Regions from separate parts of the Mus musculus genome. Here region 2 is linked to region 1. The links are chromatin contacts, called in public promoter capture Hi-C maps. All regions are on one chromosome and are shown on one strand. Each heading gives the region's core, a stretch centred on a gene start, on an enhancer-like site or on the middle of the called end of the contact. The rest is flanking DNA. Distances are from core to core; before and after follow the strand shown. Region 1 holds the start of Ifrd2 (interferon-related developmental regulator 2). Region 2 holds the start of Hemk1 (HemK methyltransferase family member 1).

Region 1 (6,069 bases), core at 2,089-4,588:
AGACCTGAGTGCTGACTATGGATGAAGCAAGGAGGCAAGAACGGAGTGTTACTGAAACAGAGGCAATGTGGGCAGGGGAAGGAAAAGGATTTATGATGTCCATGAGTCTGTGAGGCCTCAGAGTACCCTGTACTCTCTGTACCCTGACAGAGATGGAGGACCCTGGAGGGGAGCAGCCCAGGATGCTAAGGGTATGGGTTCTTTGGGAGACCCGTGGAATACTTGGAGGCCATATTTACCCCATCCCTGCCCCCACCCCCCAGCTTGGTCCCATTCCCTGAGGAGAGCAACGAGGGGAAGCTTTGCTTGCTGTGCAAAAGGCAGTTTGTCTCTTTGGCCATGGACTCTAAGCCCATACCCCCTTTCCTGCAGGTCTCCATCTCTGTGGCATGATCATGCACCTAGGCCTAATGATGGTGGTGGGGTTAACCCTGTGCCTGATGCATGGCCAAGCTTTGCTGCAGGTTCCTGAACATCCTTTTTCTGTGGTATGGAATGTACCCTCAGCAAGATGTAAGGCCCATTTTGGTGTGCATCTGCCTCTCGATGCCCTCGGCATTGTAGCCAACCACGGCCAACATTTTCACGGCCAAAACATCTCCATCTTCTACAAGAACCAGTTTGGTCTTTATCCTTACTTTGGACCTAGAGGTACAGCCCACAATGGGGGAATCCCTCAGGCTGTGTCCTTAGACCACCACTTGGCACGAGCTGCCCACCAGATCCTACACAGCCTAGGATCTAGCTTTGCTGGCTTGGCAGTGCTGGACTGGGAAGAATGGTACCCACTCTGGGCTGGGAACTGGGGCCCCCATCGACAAGTCTACCTGGCAGCCTCCTGGGTTTGGACACAGCAGATGTTCCCTGGCTTGGATCCTCAGGAACAGCTCCACAAAGCCCATACTAGCTTTGAGCAGGCTGCCCGTGCACTCATGGAATACACTCTGCAGCTGGGCCGGACACTTCGCCCGAGTGGCCTCTGGGGCTTTTACAGATATCCAGCCTGTGGCAATGGCTGGCATAAGATGGCTTCCAACTACACAGGCCACTGCCATGCAGCCATCACCACCCGAAACACCCAACTGCGTTGGCTCTGGGCTGCCTCCAGTGCTCTCTTCCCTAGCATCTACCTCCCACCCAGACTGCCACTTGCCTACCGTCAGGCCTTTGTCCGACACCGCCTGGAGGAAGCCTTCCGTGTAGCCCTTTTGGAGCATTCACACCCTCTACCTGTTCTGGCTTATTCTCGCCTCACACACCGGAGCTCTGGGAGATTCCTGTCTCTGGTAAGGAGAAGCTCAGGTCTAAGGATCAGAGTCTAGAGAAACAGCCATGTCCTAGAAAGGTCTGAAGAGAAAACTTTCCCAAAAGGACTTGGAGGTAGTCATGATCTGGGGGTTTTTTAAAAGACCCTAGCTGGGCGTGGTGGCACACAGCTTTAATCCCAGCACCTGGGAGGCAGAGGCAGGCTGATTTCTGAGTTCAAGACCAGCCTGGTCTACAAAGTGAGTTCCAGGACAGCTAGGGATACAGAGAAACCCTGTCTCGGAAAAACCAAAAATAAATAAATAAATTAATTAATTAATTAAAAAAAAAAAAGACCCTATCCTAGTCCAGGCAGTGGTAATGCACACCTTTAATCCCAGTACTGGGGAGGCAGAAGCAGGTGGATCTCTGTGAGTTTGAGGCCATTCTGGTCTACAGAGCAAGTTCCAGGACAGCCAGGGCTACTCAGAGAAACCCTGTCTTGAAAGTCAAAACAACAAAAAGACCCTGTCCTGGACTAGGGAGGTATGGTGATGTACTGGGAGATATCAGTGGTCCCTGGTCTAAGGACTGTTATTCTCTGAATGGAAGTTCTAAGAAATTACTTAGAGGCTCTGTTAAAAGCGCTCTACTCTAGAGGCAGAATCATAGCAGTAAACCAAATGGTGTCGTGGTAAAGTTGGGCCCTGATGGATCTGGCCAGTCAAGCTTGGGCTTAACAGTTCTCTGCCTGCAGGACGACCTGATGCAGACTATTGGAGTGAGTGCCGCACTGGGAACAGCTGGAGTGGTACTCTGGGGGGACCTGAGCTTCTCTAGCTCTGAGGTGAGCGTTGCCCCTCATCGTGCACATGCTGGAGCCCCAAGATAGGGGAGAAGCCATGCCAAGTCATAGAAAAGGAGCTTTGACCTATCTTTTCTCTGTGTAGGAAAAGTGCTGGCGTCTCCATGACTACTTAGTGGGCACTTTAGGCCCCTATGTGATCAATGTGACCAAGGCTGCCATGGCTTGCAGTCACCAGCGATGTCATGGCCATGGTCGATGTGCCCGGAAAGACCCAGGACAAATGGAAGCCTTTCTACATCTGCAGCCAGATGACAGTCTTGGAGCTTGGAATTCCTTCAGATGCCATTGTTATTCGGGTTGGGCTGGCCCTACCTGCCTGGAGCCTAAACCCTGAGCCCAACATAGAGTCAGGAGTCCCTGCCTTTGCTACTTGACCCTGCTGTCATTTTCCCAGTCCTAGAGGAATTCCCCTTTATGCTTTGTTTAGCTTATGGGACTTTCCCAAGTACATATCCCACTTCCACCAATACAACTTCCATAGAAATTCCTGAGGAGCCGGGCATGGTGGCGCACGCCTTTAATCCCAGCACTCGGGAGGCAGAGGCAGGCCGATTTCTGAGTTCGAGGCCAGCCTGATCTACAAAGTGAGTTCCAGGACAGCCAGGGCTATACAGAGAAACCCTGTCTCAGAAAAAAAAAAAAAAAAAAAAAAGAAGCTTCCGGGTCAGTTCCAGGCATTTAAGGTGACTAGCCTAGGACTTTGTTCCTATACCCCAGCGTATCTATAGAGAAGTAAAATCTAGGTTCAGACAACCCCTACATGCCTCCCAACACACATCCCCCCCAAAAAAAATTAAGCTAAGGTCTGTTAAACGCTAAGCTATTATCTGTATTTTTATCCATAAAGTCACTCTTTCATTACTTGAAGTTTGTCCTCACCATTCTATCTAGGGCCAAACCTGGCGCCTCCAAGCAGGTGCTTCGTTATCAGGCCCTGCAGACGCTTCTAGTGAGAAAGGAAACTACTGAGTTAACTATGAACCGCGCGGGCGGGGGTAGGGGAAGGAGGGGCGAAGTGGGTACGCAGGGCATTGTGGGTACATAGTTTAGCTAGAGCGGCGTCGGCTTATGTGTCTCCGGAATGGACTACTACTCCCGTCGTGCACTGCGCACAACTTGGGCGGTGCTAATCTGTGTACGCTGATGCCTGGGGATAGTAGTTTCGGCCGCGTGTATGTGGATCTGAACTTGGTGGCCGGGAACTCACCTTCCCAGCGACCCATTTGACAGGGCGGGGCGCCTCACGAAGATGGTGGCGCGCGCGGCGTGTGGCTCCTGTCGTCCTCGCCAGTCTCAGCTCAGCACACGGGCCAGCGTTTCGCTGGTTTGGAGTCCCCGCCCTCCGGGTCCCTGACCCCGCGCCCCATTCCCGTGTTCCCAATTCTCGGTTCCAGGAATGCCTCGTGCTCGGAAGGGCAATGCGCTCCGCAAGGGCGGTCAGCGCCGTGGAGGAGGTGAGTCCGGGGGCTCCAGTAGACTTGTTCAGTAGTGAGCGGGGGTGTTCCGTGATTCCCCTTCGATGTCATTGAGGGACCTGAGTTGATGAATCTTCCCAGATCAGCCCAGCGTGACCTCCCAGAACTCTGCTAAGGCTCGCACGTGCCCCAGCTGGCATTGGCCACGTGTGCGCCTCACTTGAGCACATTGCCAGCTGTTTTTCGAAATCCCGCGCCGCAACGATGACTTGACCAGCATTAAGGACCTAGGTTTTCCCATCGCTACTGGGGTAGAAAACCACACCAGAAAGAGCGTGAAGCCAACCCTTTTGCCAAATACTAGTAGTGCATTTGGTAGGCTGCACAAGGAAATTAGCAGAGAGACCTTGTCTGTTCTGTAAAACGGGGAAGTGTGATTGGAAAGGTAGAGAATTGGGGCCCTGTCAATTGGACTAGAGACCGGGAGGACATCCAGAGAGACCGAAGCAGCCTGGAGACTTCTTATCAGACTCAACCAGAAGCATGACCTGTTGCATTAAACAAACAACTGCTGAAAAAGAGTGCCTGCCCAGCATATTTTTGACCTGACAGCCACTTTAATGTGGCTTGGGTCTCGGGGCATTTAATAGGGTGGTGACAGTTCCACAAGAACTAGTACTGAAAGCATATACTTACCGAGAGTGGTCTTAGAATTATGGCAGGCCCTGTGAGGGGAGCTTCTGAGACGGTAAAGAATCTGGCGCAAGGGCCCAGCAGCCAAAGGGACCACAATACAGTGCGGCAGATGAGACCGTCCGGGCAGTTTTGACAAGTAGGATAGTAAGAGAAGAGGTGAACAGAAATCAACGTGTGGGCTGAACGTTTTTTTACAAGCAAGTAATGTTAGTGGTCCCTAAGGTGTAAGGACTCCTACTGGGTCAGAACCTGTCCAGGGTGCCTACCATAGTAGCTGCCCTATTTAAGGCCAGTCTTCAGCCCTGGAGAGAGCTCACAGGCCGTCTCTCTGTTCCTGCCCTACTGACACTTTGAGAGTCCCTATGTTTACTTTTTCAGACACCCGGTCAAGAGCTTCTTCTGGTCTTCCAAGGCTCAGAGGCACCATCGTGTCTATACCTAAAGTTGGTGGCCCTGAGTGGACCAAAGGAAGCTCAGAAAACAATATATTTGAAACACAGAGTGCCCAGCACACCCACAGGGACCTGGGCCTCTGCTGCTCCCAGAGTTGGTAGCCTAGTGAGTGCCGTGGCCTGGAGCAGAGCTATTGCCAGTTACATGTCTTTACCTGCTAGACCGAGGGGCGTACTTTGTTGTCCACACCGTAGAGGCTGGGCAACTGGTCAAATTTTACCTCTGCCCTAATGAGGGGCAGGGGGCACTAATGGTATAGCCCAATGGAGAACATAAGACCTAGGCTCGGTTTAAACCCCTGAGTCTGCCTAGTTCTATAACCTGAGCCCTAACCTTTACATTATCTACTTTTGACCATAACCTAAAGTGGGCCAAAGGCCTCCCTGGGACTCATCCCAGTCCCTTCTGCCACTCTGTGGTTCCTGCTGTCCTTAAAGCAGACTGTGTCCACCAAGCAGAGATAGCACACGACTTTAATCCTAGCACTGGAGAAGCAGAGGCAGGTGGATCTCTGTGAGTTCAAAACCAGCCTGGTCCACAGAGCTAGTTCCAGGACAGCCGACGCTACACAAAGAAACCCTATCTGGGAGAGGAAAAACAAAGGCTATGCCTTCCTGGAGTTCCCACTCGCCGAGTCTGCCAGGTTGTCCCTGAGTAGGCCTAGCTCCTGTGTTCTCTAGCAGATAGGCTTTCTTCCCTTTTTTTCTGCTTCCTAATTCAAGTCCCAGGTTTCAGGCCTTGGTTTGCTCATCTCTGAGATGGGATAGCATTGATGAAGTTAACTGAGGTGCCCTGAGTCACCCTTCACAGGTAGAAGCTGGTCAGATTGGGATTTTATGTCCCCAGGTGCCAGGAGCAGTACCCAGGCTGACTCTGGCTCCAGTGAGGATGAAGCGGCCAGTGAGGCCCGGAGCACCACCAGTGACTGTCCCAGCCTTCTCAGCGCCACCACAGAGGACTGCCTGGGTGAGAGCAAATTGACATTTGACAGGGGCTCAGTGAGGGCTCCACTGGACGGGGCAGGATCCAGTGATGACCAGCTGGCTTTGCAGGTGGCGAAGCGGTGGACGAACAGAGCCAGCAGGAAAACCTGGAGGAGAAGCTGAAAGGTTATGTGGACTGCCTGACTGACAAGAGGTACCTCTGGCTGCTGGCCAGCCTCGACACTTGGGGCCCCGTTCAGCCGATGACAAATGGAACCAAGGGTGTGTCACCCACATGAACCCTTTATCGCCTCCCAGTGCCAAGACCCGTCAAGGAGCCCTGGAGAGCCTGCGCCTGGCCCTGGCCTCCCGCCTACTTCCGGACTTTCTGCTGGAGCGCAGCCTCACTCTGGCGGATGCCCTGGAAAAGTGCCTTAAGAAAGGTCGATTCCTGGGCACTTGGGGAACC
Region 2 (5,677 bases), core at 1,694-4,193, 250 kb before region 1:
GGTGGAAGGGGACAGACTTTTCCCACGAATGTTTATGAGCCAGGATATCTTTCCAGAAATCAATCTTTTTCAGAGTCTAGTGCCCTCTGATTTTTCTCAGCATCCCCTCATGCAACCCCACTTTACCCCAGAGTCTACTTTCCAGCTTTCAGCTCTGCCATCAACAAAGTCAGGGGAAATCCAAGAAAAACAGAAAAACATCTCTCAAAGATCAGGGTGTGTCCCCAAGGGGCAGCACGCATGGGCCACACAACCACCAGTTCTAGTCATCTGAGGGACTGACACAAGCAATCACCTGACCAGACCACCAAGTCACAGACAGCAAGGCCTGACAGTCCATCATCTGAGTCCAGAGTAGACAGCAATCACCTGTAAGTCCACACTGCTCATGCCAGGCCTCCAGCAGAGCCCCTCCTATTTCCTCCATGCCCTCTAAGTTGCTGAAGGCCACTTATTTCCCATGGGTTGAGTCTGCCATGGGCCCATAGGATAGCTTCTAATGAACACAGTAAGTTGAGCACTACTTGAACCATTCTCTGTCACTTCTGGTCACTGAGGCTGGGGCAGAGGTTTGGAATTTAAAGAGAGTCAAAGGGAGGGGGCAAGAAGGATCCTCAATCATGGCTCAGTCAACCTAGCCAGCAAGACTTATGTGTGAAAGGTGCTGTGAATGGCAGCCATGGGGCCCGAGCGCCCCCTGGAGGAAGTCTGGAGCAAGACGGGTGCCTTGAACCTTTTTCTCATCTTCATCCTGTCTTAGTGAGATACTCACTTCTGTCTCTGGCCGAGGGATGAACACTGGGGGTACCATCTTCAGACTGAGCCCCTGAAAGTCCCACTCCCCAAGGATATACTGCACCGGCATCCTGCAGGAGGAGTATCCAGGGAGTCATCAGGACCAGGACCAGGATGAATAAGGCCAGAGCTCAACTGAGGACTAATGTAGCTAAGGCTATTCAGCAGGGTCCTGACTGCAGTACCCTAGGACAAACAGACTAGCCTTTCCCTTCTTTCAATTTACAACACCAGTCCCTCTCCTCCTACCTCCTTACCCCAACAGATCCCTCTCGACCTCAGACACTTTACTCCTCCCTGGCCATAATTTGGTGGAACCGGTGAAAGATGGATCTCTGTAGAGTCCTCGGATCGGTCCATGGGTGCTTACCTCTGTAATCTACGGCCACATAGCTCCTGGATGCATTCCAATTGTTGAGGGGTCAGTGGCTTGGTCCAAAGTGCTGGTTTCAGGCTCTGAAACTGTTCCCATGGAGAATGTGAGTGGCTGGCTCCCTTGGTCTAGGGACACACACCCAGGTTTGTGTGGACAATGTCTGTCAACTCAACACTAGCCACTTAATCATCCCGGAACACACAGTACCTGGAACACACTGCAGTAGTTTGTTGGATGAATGAATACATGTCTGCCTGAAACATTTGTTCAGCAAAATCCCACCCGACTCAATTAAGCAGCCCGATTGAGGCAAAAATTAAAACCAAACAAAATAAAAACAAATAAAACAACCCCCCTTTCACTATCTATTCCCCAGAGAGTTCCCTCCTCCCTCTCCCTGTCCTCCCTAACATTACACTTAACTGTTTTGGCTCCGAGGACATGAGCCACGATGTACTCACTGGATTCCCGGGCCTCTGGGATACCTCTTTCCTCAAAGACCCGTGTCCAGTGATTAACCATCCCTGTGGCACTCAACGGCCCAGTCAGGGATGAATAAGTCTTCCATGAGTTGAAGGCCCAGCCCTGGAGGACTCCCCTCCTTCCTCGGGGAACAGATAGAAGGGTCCAAAGTATTTGTCCCCAGAGCTTCATTCTTGGAGAAAGGCTTCCAAGTGCCTGAGTCTCTCTTGTGCTATCTGCACTGAGGTAGGGGCTCAGGGTGATCCCTGGGCTGGGCTGGGTGAAGAATCAGTCATGGGTTCCAGTTCTCTGTTTTGTTTCTCAGATGTTTCTGCTACCCTAAAGAAGGATGTGGAAAAAGACTCAAAATGTGCCAGGAAAGGGTGTGCTTTTTAGTCTGTCGCCTCCTGGACTATATTCATATCCCCAGCCAGCTATCTGACTCCTTCTTGTCTTGGCCAGTAACGTTTTGTTATTTTTAGCATAGGTAGGTTGAACTGGCAGGGCTCTGTCCTGTTAAGAGTCAAGGTGTAGGTTTGGGAGTAGGTTAGACCTATGTCAGACCCCAGTGTGAGTGAGTGCAGTTGAGCCGTTGTTTCTGACTTCCAGTTTGCTCCTAATGTGGGAGAAATAAATAACACTAGCTTTCTGGAGAGTGGTGCCTTGACCAACGACTATCAGGGGCCTGGAAGACCCTTGGGACTCACTAACAGATGGCAGGAGACTGCCGTGCTTGGGAGCTTGGCTTGTGACATTCCTTATTGTTTAGAAGCTGAAACGTTGCCTCTATTTTAACCCATAATGAACAATGTTACGCTTAAGTTAGCATAAACAAGTTATCTGAAAACATAAAATCTGTGGTCCCCTCTACTTCCAAACTAAGTAAGGTCCAAACTAAGATTTGCGAGAACCTGCTAACTGCCACATCCTCTCAGACAGGGCTCCAGAAGAGGAAAGCAACTTGCCCACGGTAACTCAGGTATAAAATACCCCGGGCAGAACACAAATCCGGTTCTGCTAGATTCCTGACGCAACTGGGTCCACCAGTACCCAGCTACGGAAGGAACCAAATCTCCAAGCCTCGACACAGCGTCCATCCCAGATCCGCAAACACATTATCAACGATATAAGCGCGCCCTCTCTCCACCCCTGAAAGCGAGGGAGAGGGCCATCCCTGTCTCAAAATCAACGTTGCGGCCATGCATTTCCCATCCGGATCTCCTGCTCTGGTGCATACCTACCAGAGGGCATGCACGCTCGCCCGGCCCACACACAAGTACCAGAAAATTGACCCAGGGTTAGCGCCCCCCCACCCCACCCCGGATGTGCGTAACCTGTAGTGCACTCCCTCGGCGCCTTGCTTCCGCCTCGGTGCTGTTGAGAAAGGGCTCCGGTGAACCGCGTCTCCTTGGTCTAGGGTTCCTAAAGTGGCCGGATTTTCCTTTGAAGACTGTGGGATGCTGAGGAGGCTCAACTGGCCAGCATCTGCAGCCCCCCTAAGGGGAAGTACAGGAATGTGAGAGATGCTCTGCTGGGTCCCAGACCCACTAGTCTTCCTTAAGGTCTCAACAGAGATATGGCTCCAGCCTGCGGTGATTGCTTGAAGCAAACGTTTACATATCCAGCTGGGGCGGAGTGTGGGCAAAAAACAAACCGCGAGGGTGTCACCCACGTGTGCTGGGCTTGAGAGCCAGATTTTGGGGGGCGGGAGGTGGGTGCGTTGTTCTAACTGCTTGTAAGATAGGTCTAGCAGCGTGTGACTGGGTTTCAGTGTTTGGGGGCAGTCTCTGTTTTCGGAAAGGGACCCAGTTTCTAAGGACCCTCCTGACCTCACACGCACATAGAATTTGGAGCAGATAGCAAAACAGCGAATACTGGAAAACTGGATTTACATCCTGATTCTGTTGGCAGCTCGTTGTTTAACTTTGTTTAAATGCCCAGACCTTCTAGGCTTTAGTTGTATCTTTTGTAATATTCATAGCAAGACCTGGTTGTGCAGGCACGTAATCACAGCTTCTGGAGAAGCTGACGCAGGAGGACCATACATTCAAAGCCATCCTGAGTAATTTAGTAAAAATCTGTCTCAAAATTTAAAAGGTGGGACGGGACCTTGAAGAGATGGCTCAGCGGTTAGGAACACATACTGCTCTTGCAGAGAACTGGGTTTCAATTCCAAGCACCCATGTACACATACCCATCCAAACATACATACTTATAATTTTAAGAAATAACATAAAATATTCAAAAATAAATAGTTCACGGGGTAGCTCAATTGATGTGCTCACCTAACAGTCACACAACTCTGGGTTTGATGCCCACAAATGGGGTTTGGTAATACTTATAAATCCTAGTTTTCAGCAGGTGGAGGCAGGGAAACCAGAAACTCATCTTTTAAGGCCAGACTGGGCTACATGAAATCCTGCTTCAAAAAAGTAAAAAATAAAATACTTGAGTAAAAAGGGAGAGGGGCTGGGAGTTGGGTGTACTGGTGCACACCTATAAGTCCCAGTACAAGGGGGTCTGGAGAAATGCCTCAGTGGTTAAGAGCACTGGCTGCTTTTCCAAAGGACCCAGGTTCAATTTTGAGCACCTACAAGGAGGCTAACAGCAGTCTGTAACTCCAGTACCAGAGGATCCAATGCCCTCTTCTGGCTTCCTTGAACACCAGACACATATGTAGTGTACAGATACGTGTGCAGACAAAACATCCTCACACATGAAACTAATTAATTAAAAATTAAAACCCAAGCACCCAGGAGGTGGAGGATTGCCTTGGTTCAAGACTAACCTGGGCAACATAATAAGTATCGGGCCATCCTGGGTTACACACAGTCTGTTTAGGGGATGGGGTGAGGGTAGTTTTAAATGGTTGGGGATACAGCTCTTGGGTATAGGAAATCGGTACTTCTGTCCTGAGATGAATTTTGCTGTGGATGAAAACTATTATGAGAGGAATAGGTGGGCTATCACACAGATAATTCCATCTCAACATCTCTGGACTGAAGTCTCCAGGAGTCACTTACCAAAAACCGCCCTTGTTCCAAAACACCAGAGTTCCTATATAGGCAGGAAACTGAGACAAAAGAAGAGAAGCAGTTTGCTGTTCAAGGTCATAAATTCAATAGAAGATCAAACTGAATTCATTTTAGGTTTCAAATATTCCAGGTCTGGTGGTGCTCTCACCAAATCTCTGTACCTATGATTTTTGCGGCTTACAAGTCTGCCCCAGTGCGGGTGGAGGTGTCCAGGAGTCAGAATTCTGACCCAGAAAGGACCTGGCTACCTACGGTCCTCTGCCTAACTTCCGGCAGGCCATCAGGGTCAGAGGTATTCTCAGAGAGAATCTCTTTTAGCTGTCCGGTTTCAGGTCCAAGCTCCCGCTGGGAGCAGAGCTATATCTGAGCGACAGGCGAGTGAGCCAATGCTGATCGAGCTTTAGGCGAAGCAGCCAATCAGGGTCCGGAGGCGCTGGGGGGGGCAGGAGGCAAGGCACTCCGGCTCCTGGGGATCCCCCGAGGCTGCTCATCCCAGCCCCACCCCCTCCGTGGTCCGGACCCAGCCCACCCCAGCTCAGGTTGTCAGCCAGCGCAGGCTAATACTAGCTGATCCTGCGCGCACGCAAGGCGGACCTTGAGTCGGGACCTGTCGCCCCCAACGCCCGGGCCTGGGTGTTCCCCCGCCCACGCCTCCTGCGGGTCACTACCAACCTTAGCTTCTCAGACTGAGCTCGGCGCACCGGAGAGGATTAAGTAAGTGCTGAGATCGGCTGCTTCTGAGCAAGAATGGAGAAACCACAGGGTCGTGGAGGCGGGCGTGGGGATTGAGATAGGGAGGACTAAGAGACTCGATAGCTTCTTGGAGGTCGCGGTGCACACCACTTTTACCCCGGTGTTCTTCCCTTCCCCTTTGGACCCCCGAGACAAGCCAATAAAATACTCGGCAGGGTGGCTTCTCTCCTTTTTTTGCCAGTAATAAACAGACTCAGAGCAAGTTAAGGGTCTGGTCCAAGGTCATGGCTGGGATCAGTGACAGAGCCCAGAAGAG

The links. Capture Hi-C pulls out chosen DNA fragments and counts their contacts.
Region 2: a contact with region 1 is called in a promoter capture Hi-C map of pancreatic islet. The contact joins the promoter of Hemk1 here to the promoter of Ifrd2 in region 1. A contact is called at or near these places in 1 of 484 Hi-C or Micro-C datasets (embryonic stem cells), 4 of 115 datasets of contacts at active chromatin or transcription factors (embryonic stem cells, forebrain and large pre-B cells) and 1 of 9 other capture datasets (pancreatic islet).

The regions. Positions count from the first base shown.
Region 1 is chr9:107,584,380-107,590,448 of GRCm38.p6, forward strand. Ifrd2 (interferon-related developmental regulator 2) reads left to right here and starts at 3,339. Exons shown (of 12, transcript NM_025903.2): 1 at 3,339-3,567; 2 at 5,524-5,643; 3 at 5,730-5,814; 4 at 5,919-6,043. The coding sequence starts at 3,510. Hyal3 (hyaluronoglucosaminidase 3) reads left to right here. Exons shown (of 4, transcript NM_178020.3): 2 at 373-1,286; 3 at 2,003-2,092; 4 at 2,196-2,980. The coding sequence starts at 390. The coding sequence ends at 2,447.
Region 2 is chr9:107,335,407-107,341,083 of GRCm38.p6, forward strand. Hemk1 (HemK methyltransferase family member 1) reads right to left here and starts at 2,944. Exons shown (of 11, transcript NM_133984.2): 1 at 2,875-2,944; 2 at 1,595-1,972; 3 at 1,166-1,257; 4 at 773-866. The coding sequence starts at 1,825. 6430571L13Rik (RIKEN cDNA 6430571L13 gene) reads left to right here and starts at 5,234. Exons shown (of 6, transcript NM_175486.3): 1 at 5,234-5,382.